Regions from separate parts of the Sus scrofa genome. Here regions 2, 3 and 4 are each linked to region 1. Evidence: chromatin contacts called from public Hi-C and promoter capture Hi-C data. All regions are on one chromosome and are shown on one strand. The core of a region is the stretch at or near the end of the contact, and the rest is flanking DNA. Distances in the headings are between cores, read along the strand shown.

Evidence for each region. Promoter capture Hi-C pulls out the DNA fragments that hold promoters and counts their contacts. Hi-C and Micro-C count contacts between places; a contact is called where the count stands out from the background.
Region 2: a promoter capture Hi-C map of liver shows a contact between it and region 1, with 5 times the contacts expected there. The contact joins the promoter of ZNF219 here to the promoter of APEX1 in region 1. A contact is called at or near these places in 1 of 5 promoter capture datasets (liver), 2 of 47 Hi-C or Micro-C datasets (alveolar macrophages and heart right ventricle) and 1 of 2 datasets of contacts at active chromatin or transcription factors (skeletal muscle).
Region 3: a contact with region 1 is called in a Hi-C map of liver, with 4 times the contacts expected there. The contact joins the promoter of NDRG2 here to the promoter of APEX1 in region 1. A contact is called at or near these places in 1 of 5 promoter capture datasets (liver), 1 of 47 Hi-C or Micro-C datasets (liver) and 1 of 2 datasets of contacts at active chromatin or transcription factors (skeletal muscle).
Region 4: a contact with region 1 is called in a Hi-C map of skeletal muscle, with 5 times the contacts expected there. The contact joins the promoter of METTL17 here to the promoter of APEX1 in region 1. A contact is called at or near these places in 1 of 5 promoter capture datasets (liver), 1 of 47 Hi-C or Micro-C datasets (skeletal muscle) and 1 of 2 datasets of contacts at active chromatin or transcription factors (alveolar macrophages).

Annotation. Positions count from the first base shown.
Region 1 is chr7:78,452,575-78,455,630 of Sscrofa11.1, forward strand. It overlaps APEX1 (apurinic/apyrimidinic endodeoxyribonuclease 1), which reads right to left and starts at 1,427. Exons shown (of 4, transcript NM_001139471.1): 1 at 1,238-1,427; 2 at 850-1,037; 3 at 213-405; 4 at 1-68. The coding sequence starts at 1,295. It overlaps OSGEP (probable tRNA N6-adenosine threonylcarbamoyltransferase), which reads left to right and starts at 2,093. Exons shown (of 10, transcript XM_013989066.2): 1 at 2,093-2,391. The coding sequence starts at 2,277.
Region 2 is chr7:78,026,989-78,030,044 of Sscrofa11.1, forward strand. It overlaps ZNF219 (zinc finger protein 219), which reads left to right and starts at 1,572. Exons shown (of 5, transcript XM_021099309.1): 1 at 1,572-1,892. It overlaps TMEM253 (transmembrane protein 253), which reads right to left. Exons shown (of 9, transcript XR_002345950.1): 7 at 2,529-3,056.
Region 3 is chr7:78,112,729-78,115,784 of Sscrofa11.1, forward strand. It overlaps NDRG2 (NDRG family member 2), which reads left to right and starts at 1,644. Exons shown (of 14, transcript NM_001078683.1): 1 at 1,644-1,724; 2 at 2,486-2,591; 3 at 2,868-2,988. The coding sequence starts at 1,650.
Region 4 is chr7:78,143,724-78,146,779 of Sscrofa11.1, forward strand. It overlaps METTL17 (methyltransferase like 17), which reads right to left and starts at 1,599. Exons shown (of 14, transcript NM_001244326.1): 1 at 1,505-1,599; 2 at 1,200-1,353; 3 at 978-1,112. The coding sequence starts at 1,585. LOC110261608 (a long non-coding RNA gene) reads left to right here and starts at 1,705. Exons shown (of 4, transcript XR_002345954.1): 1 at 1,705-1,855; 2 at 2,736-2,802.

The sequences.
Region 1 (3,056 bases), core at 177-2,676:
TGTCACCAGCACAAATGCATCAAATTCAGCCACAATCACTCGGCCTTCCTGATCATGTTCCTCCTCACCTACAGAGATGATAAAACAATTAGCAAAAAAGGAGCTTAAGAAAAGGCACAGCAGAGAACAAAGGAATGAAGAACTGGGGCTGGAACAGGATACAAGCAATTGGTTTAGAAGAGCTTGGGGTTTAGAAATCAACAAGGTCTCACCAATGCCATAGGAGACTTTGAGTGGGCACTGGCGGGAGAGCAGGCCCACACCACTGTACCCTTCCTTGTCAGAAGGAGCTGACCAGTACTGATGGGGTAGTCCAGACAGCTCTTGAAGTTCAGCTGGCAGTTTGTTCTCTGAACATTTGGTCTCTTGGAGGCACAGGATATCTGGGGCTTCTTCCTTTACCCACTGTGAGCAAAATGAAAGGTATTATCAATTCAGAAGATTTACTAAAGAATCTATGCTAAGTACTAGAGGTACACAGGTAAGACACAGTCTCTGCATAAGGAATTTAAGTCACAATATTTAAACAGTTATTAACTGCATAAGTGGCAGGGAGGCAAGAAAGTGTTACATACAACACTGAAAAGTTTGTTTTCCCTTATAGGCACTGGAGAGCTAGCTGAGGTTTTCTAAGCCTTAGTTATGGAAGAGATGACATTAAACAAGACAATGACAGTAGAACTGTCCTAATGACATTTAAGAAATACAAGTGGTATGACTTGGTGAAAACCTTGTACCTCTCCCATAAGAAAACTACCGACAGAATTAAACCTAAGTGCTGGGGACAGAAATAGGAGAAGGTAATTAAACCCCAAGATCGGTTTCTACCCTTCCCTTCATTCCACTTACATCTAAACCTTTTTTCTTAATCCAAGCTCGAAGCCCATCCACATTCCAGGAGCAGATTTTGAGTGTGGCTGATTTGCCACTGGGTGAGGTTTTCTGATCTGGGGGGTCCTCATACAGGACTGCCCCATCACCTGCTGCCTCTTTTTCGGTTTTCTTTGCTCCCGCCTTACTCTTCTTGGCTTCTGGCTCTATAAAATAAGATAAACGTTGGCGGTATTTTAACTTTGATCCGGAGCTAAATATACAGTTACTGAGAACCTGCAGTTGCCGCGACTTCTTCACAAACTGCAAAAATGAATCAAATGGTCTGTACTTCCCGCTCATCAAGGGAATTACGGAGATCTCCACCGCCGCTTAAACGGAGAGGGGGCCCATTTCACTCTCTTACCAGACTTGGGCTCATCCCCATCTTCTGCCACCGCGGCTTTTTTCCCACGTTTCGGCATCACTGTAATAAACGCCCTTCTGTAGCAGTTCCACGTCGCCCACCGAAGCAGTGTTTCTACCGCGTTGCCTACAGACGCAAAAAAGTCGTGAAACCTGCTAGGGCTGGGGAAAGACTCCTCTCTAGAGCGCCCCCGCACCAGGTCCCGCCCTTCAAACCACGTTATCTCCGAATTCTTTCCCCGCCTCCATGCACTGTCCGCCTTTCGGACCCTCACCCTCAAGACTAGATCATTTCATACTGCCTTGTACCCTCCTCACGATATTGGGCCTCAGGACAATCCAGGGACTTAATTAAAAATCCTGACTCAGGCTTGCCGATCAGACGTCCAGAGAAGCCCCTATGATGGGTAAAAGAAGAGCACCTCTGTAACTGACCTGCTTGAGTCTAGTCAAGCTCCTCCTCACCCCAGCACAAAGAATGGAACACGCTGTGTCCCCACGTGGTAACTGGTGTGGTCACGTGATCTGAGATGCGTGTCTGGAGGCGAAGGAAGGCGGATGATTGGTCTGTTAGTGCCACGTGGCCGAAAGCTCAGCCTTGCCTCAGTTCTCTGTGTCTCCAGGGCACTGAGGGCCCCAGCTCTCCGTTCTCGGGCTGTTTATCGATGTGCCAGATTCTTGACTCCTACTGCCGCCCCGACCGGAGATCCCAAAGCTGTGCAGGAGGGAACAAAATCAGTGGAGAAGGCTGGGTTGGACCATGGGAGAGAGGCAGAGAAGCAGAAAGGAATTTAACGAGCAGATGCCGGCTCAAGGTCCCTGGCAATTAAGAGAACAGGCCCTCGAGGGGACCTTGATGCGAGGGGAGGGCCCGCGCGCTAAACGCGGGACTTGTTTGGTGTCCTGGTGCGCGGTTGGTAGCCGCGAACTCGTTTTCTTCCTTTGAGACCTGGCTTCTGCATTCCAGCGCGGATTGGTGAAGGCTCTACGGCTCCAGTAGTAGCTAGGGGCCCTGCCGGCGTTTCCTCCCAGGCTCGGCCATGCCGGCGGTGTTGGGTTTTGAAGGCAGCGCCAACAAGATTGGCGTGGGAGTGGTGCGGGATGGCACCGTGCTGGCGAACCCTCGGCGCACTTACGTCACGCCTCCGGGTACAGGTACGCTAGTAGGAAACTTGTCATTTGCGGCGAGCTTCTCCGTCACCGTCCATCTTCCTGAACGTTAGTGAAGCAGGGCGTGGAGCGCATTGTCCCCTCAATTTTTGATCCGACTCTGAGATTGTGTGACAGTATTAGCATTACAAGGCTGATGGTTTGAGGAGTCACAGACACTTGGATCTGGATCTTCTGAGTTCGTTCAGCCTTTATTGAGCTCCTTTTATGTGTCAGTTGTAAACTGGCTGCTGAATACAAAAATAGATGTATAATCCTGCTGTGGAGCTGGACATAAAAGCAGAACTTACACTACGGTGTTATAAACAGTATAACGTAGATGCAATCAAAATATTCTAGAATGAGAAATAATGTAAAGATTCCCAGCTTAAGTACCAGAACTGGCTTGCTTTTCAATATTCAGTCTTTGGTTTTGGACTTCTTTTCCTTATTCTTAAAAGGGAATGATAATATGTTTCTTTGTGTACTTGAGAATTAAAACACCAGACACATTACCACTTTTAACTTTTTTTTTTTTTTTTTTTTTTTGGTCTTTTTGCTATTTCTTGGGCCGCTTCCAAGGCATATGGAGGTTCCCAGGCTAGGGGTCGAATCGGAGCTGTAGCCACCGGCCTATGCCAGAGCCACAGCAACGTGGGATCCGAGCCGCG
Region 2 (3,056 bases), core at 322-2,821, 430 kb before region 1:
TTAGAAGCCTTGAGGGCCAACGAGAACTGCACATCCAAAACCTGAATTTATAGCTTATTTTTGTATAATGAGAGACAATAACTGAAGGACCATAGGCCGAATCTGTTGATTTTTAAAATTGTAATCATCAACATTTTATTTTATTTACTTTTTTTTTTTTTTTTTTTTTTAGAGCTGCACCTCCGACATATGCAAGTTCCCAGGCTAGGAGTCAACAATTGGAGCTGCAGCTGCCAACCTATACCACAGCCACGTGAGATCCAAGCCGCATTTTTGACCTATACCACAGCTCAAGGCAACGATGGATCCTTAACCCAATGAACAAAAAGGCCAGAGATCGAACCCACATCCTCATGGATATCAGTCAGGTTCATATACAAAAGGAACTGCCTCAGCATTTTAAAATCAGATGATTCACATTTAAAAAGTCAGAATTTCTGACCTTTATAGGAAAATTGGAACAATGGCAATACCAAGCCCCCAGTCCCACATGGGAATAATTGGGTAGAATTGGGTTAAAGTCTTTAAATAGAATGTGGGCTCCTCTAGTTTTCCATAGTTCCTATGACTCCCTATTAACTCATACCTAATCTGCTTCACTCCTCTTCCCTATCGGAAAAACCTCCAAAGTGTTTAACAGTTTTAAAGTTTTTTTTTTTTTTTCATGTGTAATTTTATTTGAGCCTTGGTCCTCCAGTTAGGTTGAGGGTAAATACTATAACCTCCATTTAAGCAAAATGTAGTTCATAGAGGTCTGACTTGCCCAAACTTACACATCAAATTTCCTGTCTCCCAGTCTTACCATTATCCTGGGGGAGGGGGGGGGAGTTTCTATTGAGAACTTCATTTAGTGGAACAAAACCAAAGAACAAAACCAAAGTAGATATGCGCATAACTGCTGGAACAGATGAATACCAACTGCTAAGCTGTTCAACAAATCACTGCAAATGGCTACCTCCTCTTCCTTTAATGAAGTATTTCTGCTTCCCTTCCCCTTCCAGGCATATGTAAAGATTGCCCTTCTGGCCATCTTGAAGTTGGATATGGCTATATGGCTTGCTTTGGCCAATGAAGTGTGAGCAGAAGTGATATGTATCCCTCTGAGGCAGAAACATTTAAAAGTCTATGAACAATTCTTCATGCTTACTTCACAACTGGGCAAGCTGGTGGTGGTGAGGGGTATTAGTCTCATGGTGTCATGGTAGGATCTCAAAATGGTAGTGCTCCATGGGCTTGGGTACCTGCGTAACTTACAATGTTCAGAGTACCCTGCCAGACTCCCTAAACCTTTGGGGCTTTAGGTTTCAGGGCACTGAAATTTTGGCATTGTTACCACATCATAATCTCACCAAACCTGACTGATATAAGGTTCATCTGCATGGTGACTGAATTCTCCAAGAAGTAAAATGCAACTCCTAGACATCTGATTATATCACTAAAAGCTGCTGCTTCTATTTGGAATGAATTGCTGATTTTTACCCTCAGCTTCCTCATCTACTATCACCTTCTGAGTTTTAAGAAAATTATTTTGAGTCCTTCACACATGAGCTCTCCATTATTCTAGATTGGGAGGAGGCGGCGAAGGGGGAGGCCCAGATCTTGTTTTCTCCATTTCAGAACCTAATCCCAGAACTGTCCCCACCCACAAATACTCACACAATCTTGTCATAGGGCGACTATTACCACTCCCAAGGTGTCACAAACAGAAAGGAGCTGCCCCTGGCGCCACTGCAATGTCAGGGCAAGGCAGCCAGGCTGCGCTCTTTCCTTACTGGTGCTTGGGCTTGGCTAAGCCCGGAGAAGCAGCATTCTCTAGGGAAAGAAGCCTTCTCAAGTGGGAACAAAAATGAGTGTGAGGCGCACACCCATCCTGGGCACTTTGTGAATTTGGGGTGAGTTCTCATAGTAATGCAGCTCTGGTCAACTTCTAGTTTCTCTAGCGGCTAGTAAGCTGTCGGGCTGGTACAACTGGGTGCTCCCAGTTTTCCTGGGCTTTTCTCAAGCCCACCTGAGCTCGTCATCTTTGCACATTTGCAAAGGTCATAAACGGTGGGGGTTGAGCGCAACCAGAGCTTCAGCAACCGCACCTCAGCAGCCGGGATCGAAGGTCGGCGGGGCTGCTGAGAGGCTGAGCCTGCGCAGTCCCGCTCCCGCCTTGGAGAGAAAGGGTGGCGGCGACGCGGGCTCGTTACACCGGCGTGCTCGCAAGAGGCGGGAAAGCCTTAGGTCGGGTCGCCGTGTCCCTCCTCTTCCTGCCCCATCCACCCGTCTGGCCAGCCCGTCCTCCTCAGGCGCCTAGGCCCGGGGGGAGGGGGATGAAAAGGGCCCTGGGCTTCTGACTCATCATCTCCAACCCCTTTCTCGCGCGCGCTCCAAGTCTCAGGACTTTGAACCTGGGCACTGTGGGAGGGGGCACGGCGACAACATCTGTGGAAACCCCAGCTCTGCTGAGGGCCAGCCCTCCGCCCCTGCCCGTCTCCGAAGCTGTCAGAGGGAGGACTGTGGACCCACAGTCAACTCTCAGTTACCGAGATTGGGGTGGTGGCGGCCCCTCTCAGAATAGCCCGCCCGGCTCCTCCCTGCACACGGGGCCAGTGGTCGCGTCCGAGGAAACTCTCGGCTAGGCCCTGACTTCCAGCGCTTGGCGTCACTCAGCAGATGCACAGCGCCCCCACCGCGGAGGAAAGGCTCTTTATTTCCCAGCAGGCCACGGGGCAGCGGGGCATCCTGGGACTTGTAGTCTCCGCTAGAGTAGAAAGGAACCGCCTCTGACTGAGAACTAAAGCACGAGTGAATTGACTTCAGAGAGTAGGCGTGTACGGAAACCCGGGTTTGGAGTGGTTGGGACTGTGAAAGTTGGAAATCTTGGAAATAGTGAGATGAGGCAAATGTGAAGCTGTACTGGGAGGCAGTGGGAAGGAAAGAAAAGTTGGAAGGAGGGTAAGGACAGATGGGAGGAAATCAGTCTAGCTGATAGCTGTTTAAGGATATCTTGCAGGCGGGCAGATTTTTAGGGTAGTGAGGTGATGGAAGACTTGGTCTGGGTATTGCTGTCT
Region 3 (3,056 bases), core at 394-2,893, 340 kb before region 1:
GGAGGGCCGCTGGGCCACTGCGCACAAAGGCGGAGGCTCCGCGGGCTGCAGGGCGTGTTTGGGGCGTGCGCGAGACTGTGTCCAGGGTACAGGGCGCTCAGCGCCAGGCGCGCGAGCGTGTCAGTCCCCACGCGGACGAGCACGGAAGGAACAGGTCCCTGAGGCTGGGCCCAGGCAGTCCCATCCGACCTGCCCATCCCTTCCCAGCTGGTGCTCGACCCTTGTGGGTCGTTGGGGGAGGCTGGGAAAAGATTGTGGGAATATCCCTCCCCCCACACCCCCTTAAACTAAACTGGTGGGACCCACACCGAGACTGGGCGGAGGAGAAAAGCGACGGCATAAGGTTTAAACAAACAAACAAAAATTTTAATGGTGGAACCAGTCGTGCTCTGCTACCCTCATTTTGCTTGAGAGCTGTCAAAACTTGGGGATCCCCTAGTCCAGACTAGTTTGCAAATAAGAAATTGAAGGCAAGAACAGTGACAGATTGAGCCAAGGTCACACTGGTAGAGGCAGAGCCGGGACTAGAATCCAGAGGTTCTGACACTAGCCATGCTCTTTCCTCCACATCAGCACTTCCTTTTCTCCTCCCCGCCCCCCAAACCCTTCCAGCCTGAACTGATACCTGCTCTCTGTGTTGCCCCGTAGGCCCCTCCAGCCTGTATTGATTCTAGTGGAAGCCTAGAGAAGGCTTGTTCACTGGACTCAGGGGTACAGATTAGGGCAGGTTAGTGACCGGGCAAGGGTTGGTGACCCAGTCGTCCAGATCTTGGCTTTCTGTCCCTAAAAGACCCAGAGTCTGTCTCCCATGTCATTCACCTCATTGCCTTGTTTTCTCAGACCCCTGAGCCAGGAGGAGTGAGAACCCTGACCCCTAACCCCACTGCGTCCAGCCAATAGGAGTCCAGTAAGTGACCCCACCCCCAGGCTGCAGGCCCTTCACTGTGCTGGTCTGCACAGGTGCTCCCCTCCTAACCCGGCAACCGCCAAAAATTGAACATATGTTAACTTCTTTGCAGTCAAGAGGAAGCATCTTGGGAGGAAGGGAGGCATTGGATCAGCTGGACACAGATGTACCTTGTCCTACTTTTCTTGTCTTCCCCCCTCCCCCTCTTGATCATGTTTCTCAGATCATTTTTAGCCCCTCTCCTTTGAGCTGCTGACCTTGGGACTTTAGTTGAAGGTCACATTCAATGGTGAACTTTTACTACTCATCCCTTAGTATCTTTAGAGTACCCAGTCACTGAGCCACTATTTTCACCCCCTACCAAACTAGAAGTATGGGGTGGCCCCTAAATATAGTCTGAAAACCCACACACACAGCTGCATTGCTGCTCAACCCCCATTACTTCCATCCAGGATGGGGGGGAGGCTCGGGAGGTGTGGGTGTTGAGGGGTGCTGGGGATGGCCAATCTGAGGGGAAGTGGTACCCTGATTTCTCTTCCACAAGCCCTCTCCCCCAGCAGCCTGGTTCCAGCGCTGGGGGCAGGCAAGGCTCTTGGTGTGTCCTGGAGAGGTCCTTGGCTCCCGGGGCCCTCTGCACACTGCTTTGTCCAGTGCTGAGAGAGGAAGCCAGGCGTTGGAGGAGGTGTGGCAGTGTGGGGGCAGCCTCTGCAGTCTCCGTGTTTCCTCACCCTGCCAGGCCACCATGGCGGAGCTGCAGGAGGTGCAGATCACGGAGGAGAAACCGCTGTTGCCAGGGCAGACACCCGAGGTGGCCAAGGTTATCCGAGACCCTCTGACTCCCAGGCCTGAATTCCAGAACTCCAGGCATCCCCCCACTTCTTGCCTTCCCAAATTCATGACCTCATTCTAACCCACACCCCTACTTTCTCCACATCTACCTGTGTTTCTCTCCCCATACACCACACCGAGAGCCCAGGCTTTTGTCCTGTCACTACACTAACTTTCATCCTTTCCATGTCTCTTTTTGTCAACCTCTTTCTGTCTTTGGTCTCTTTTGGTCTCTCTACCTACCTTTCTTTATCTGTATCTGTCTCTCCGTCTGTGACCCTACGTGGCTGTGTGTCTCTGTGTGTATCTGTGTGTCTCTCTCCAGGAGGCTGAGTTAGCTGCCCGAATCCTCCTGGACCAGGGACAGGTAACCAGCTTGGGGCAGCCCCAGGTGGGAGGAGGGGCTCTCCCCAGGAAGGAGAGGGCCCCTACCCGGCTCTTGGCTTTTCCATCTCTCCGCTTCCTCTCCTTTTCCAGTCCTCTCCTGTCCCCGTCGCTCCCCTTCCCTTCCTTTCTCCTCCCTACGCAGAGTTCCCTGATGCTCTCCAATCTTTCATTATGCTTTTCCACCCTCAAAATCATCCTCCAGTGTCAAACTAAATTCTTGCTGATGCTATTTCTAAATCTTGGGTCCCATCGCCTCTCTTTGCCCCTCCCCCACCTTAAAGCCCCAACTTTTGTGGAGGTTCCTCTTCTGCCTCTTTTCTTCTCAGCCTAAATCCTACCTGATGGTGACCTCTTTTCCTGCAGACTCACAGTGTGGAGACACCTTATGGCTCTGTCACTTTTACTGTCTATGGCACCCCCAAGCCCAAACGCCCAGCGATACTCACCTACCATGATGTGGGACTCAACTGTAAGGGCCTTCACCTTCCCCTTCCATTTCTTTCTGGGAAGAGGCCTGGAGGGGGGCACGGTTAACCCTGATGTGAAAAAAAAAAAAAACAAAAAAAAAACAAAAAAAACTAAAGCAAACAACCCTGGTGTGAGAAGAAGGGTCAGGAAGGGAGCCACGTGGCATGTCAAGTTCTCTCCTAGTCTGACTGTGGCGGGAGAGAAAGAGGGTGGGTTGTGACTTGGGGACATTTCTCCTGTCTGATTCTACTATTGGGGTCATGGGGATTCTCTTTAGATAAATCCTGTTTCCAGCCGCTGTTTCAGTTTGGGGATATGCAAGAAATCATTCAGAACTTTGTGCGGGTCCATGTGGATGCCCCTGGGATGGAAGAGGGGGCTCCCGTGTTCCCTTTGGGGTGAGAACTAGCTCCTTCCCTCCTCTTCAGACTGTGAGGCGCACGACAGGTGTGACCTGGGGGTTGGA
Region 4 (3,056 bases), core at 349-2,848, 310 kb before region 1:
AGACAGTATTTTGTGGATTTCCTCATTTCCCCAAAACTTAATATTGTGATGTCTCCGATGTTCCTATAGGGAGGAACGGGGCTTGAAAAATCTTAAGTCTCATGATTGCATTCAGTTCAGCACTATTTTATCTACCAAGCAAATATTATGAACAAGGTACTACAGGAAGTTCAGGAAATACAAGATGAATAAAAGGCAGGTCTTTAATATGAGGGAACTCACATCATGAAAATAACTTGGCAAACTATACGTACTCTTCTTTCCCTGAAGAGTGTTTCAGTACTGAACAAGGACTTTATTTTACTTGAATAAAAACTTAGATCATCTTAAACCAATGGACTTGTAGGAAAAAAAATAAAGATCTATGTGTACCTGCAACATGGCCAGTAGAACTGGAGACCTGAAATATTATTTTATTTAGCTTAATTGAAATAATAAATATAATTATTTTATATTAAACTAATATTTACTTCCATATTGGAAAACATTAAGCATGGTTGAGACATTCTAAATATTTACTTTTTGGAAAATTTGTAAATTTTGGAAAATTTACTTTTTCAATGTTATAAAATCCAAATATTATTTTGTGTAACAATTTAACATTCTAATTGGTGTGTGCTATCAGTGGAAAATATGCCCCAGATTCTTCTCTTATCTACACAAAAAGAAATCCAAAATATTTCAATATTTGTTATTTTATTACATATTAGAGTGCTTTAAATATATAATTTTAAAAACCCCAAAGATCTAAATTTCGACAGGATACTGAAGCACTAACTGACTTTTACTCAAGCCCCAAGGGCAATCCCTGAAATTATCTTCTCTTAGTAAAGCATTATTGTAATAATTGCACTGGCCAGAAAGTCAAAATAGAAACTGCAGTATCTATTTAAGAGACTGTGAAATTATTTCTTGCACTTCAATTCCCACTACTTTTTCAACTTGGTCTACTCGTTAATTAAATACTTGAGCCCTACCTGCGTTTTCCAAGAATTTTTTCTCCAAATGTACAGCCCGTCTTTGCAACTCCTCTGTCTCTACGGGTAAATGCCGGCTCCAGAGATAATTGGTCAGTGCTTGCACCTGCTTCTCCATATTGGGCATAGAGCTCTCTACGGACCAAAATGAAAAGCGGAATCACTTACACGTAAGACCAGTCTACGTTTCTCCTCTAGCTTCCATTTCCCACCGTTACTCACCCAGCAGTAGTAATGTCGCGGCATCGACCAATGCTTGCGGCAGCCGCACGCGCGACAACTGCAGGATGCCAGGGTGCCGGCGATGGGACTTCTTCCCCAGGAAATCGGACTTGTTATCCACCTGGGAGACGCCGGGTACGAGGGCAGCGAGCGCCTGTAGGCCGGGAAAGAAAAGCTGACTGGGGGACAGAAAGGATGGTTGCCGGCACTTGCTAAGGGAGGCGTTGCCGAGAGCGCTCCTCCTCGGCGCAGAGCTGTTATCTAGATCCACAGCCTCTCCGACGGCAGGGAAAGTAATCACTCACCCGGCACCGGGGAGCAACTCCAAGGCCACGGCGCCATCCGCGTAATGTCAGCAGACACCCGGCTCCTGCTGCGGTCGCCATGGTGCCAGAGATAAACCGGAAGCGGAAATGTGGGTGCCGATAACCCGCCCTTCACTCGTCGCAGTGAACCTCCTCCGTTGAACGTCGACGCGGGGCAGAATCAGCCAATGAGGAGGGCGAGTGGTTACTAGGAGCCAATAACAAATCGATATGTAAATCACCTTGGAGACTGCACAAGGCCCTTGGTTCAGAAGTAACCAGCCGGAAGACAGGTGGCCTCAACTCTTTAGGATTTGTCCTCAGGTCCAGAAATAGAGAAGGCTGGATGAGGTAGGGGCGGGCACTCTTTTGGGAAGTCGAGGAATTTCTGTGTGTATTAGCTACCTGTGTTGTTCGTCTTTCTCTCTGGAGAACTCTGGAGCCTTGGAGTCCTTACCTACTGTGAAAAGAAGAGATGAAATAAAAACCAGCACAACACTGTAAATCAACTATACCTTAATTTCTTAAAAAAAAAAAGCATTAAAAAAAAAGGAAATAAGAAAAGCCAGATTTAGGCGACTGAAGATAGCAGAAGTTTATAGTTAATAGATTTTATCTCTTTTGCATGTTAGTTTCTCTTCATATTAATATAAATAAATGGCTTAGATAAATAGCCAGCATTAGAACATATGTGCCAGATAGTGTGGCAAGCACTTTTACATAATGCTACCTCATTTAGCTCCCACAATTCTGTGGGGTAGATTATTTTAACCCCATTTTGCACTTGAGGAAACTGAGTCTTCAGGTGTTTAAATATTATGACAAGATCACAAAGCTTGTTAGGTGACAACTAGATTTAAACCATGGCAGTCTAAGTCTGAGATTCACCTTTAAACATATACCCTACTTCATAATGCACTTAGAATGCAAGTGGTTACTTAGAATGCAAGTTAGCAGGTTAGTTAAGAACACTGGTCTGAAGTGTTAACATGTAGCATTAAAAATAACTTACTGTGTTCTAACCTCGTGATTCTTATGGCACACCATTAATCAGCTATGGTATTATTAACCTTTTGGGATAGAAATCTGGTGACTGAATGTGTAGAAGTATTGCCTGTGGTGTAAATGTCAGAGTCCAAATATGGTGATTATGGGATAAAATATGGGGAACTATATCAATTGGACAGTTAAATGTCTGATTTTCATTTGAGTTATTAAACTTTGCTTCTAGTAATGGAGGCCTTTCAATAATCTGAATACTCTGGAGTAAGACTTAAGGGGCACTTAGGACAGCTTTGGTAAGTGCCTCACTCACCCCTCTCCTTCCTTTCAGGTTCACTTCTCTACCCCTCATCCCCCCCTTTGATTCATACTGCCACACTCTCATCTCTTGTCAATTCTCATCTCTTGTGTCTTATCTCCTGTGTCACTTTGTTTAACTTTAGATCTCTGACTCAAATGTTAGCAAGATAAAATATCCCTCTCACTGTAGGTTAGCATAAGATTGGCTGTTATTTTTTGACATAGGGAGGTAGTGAAACAGAGATATAAA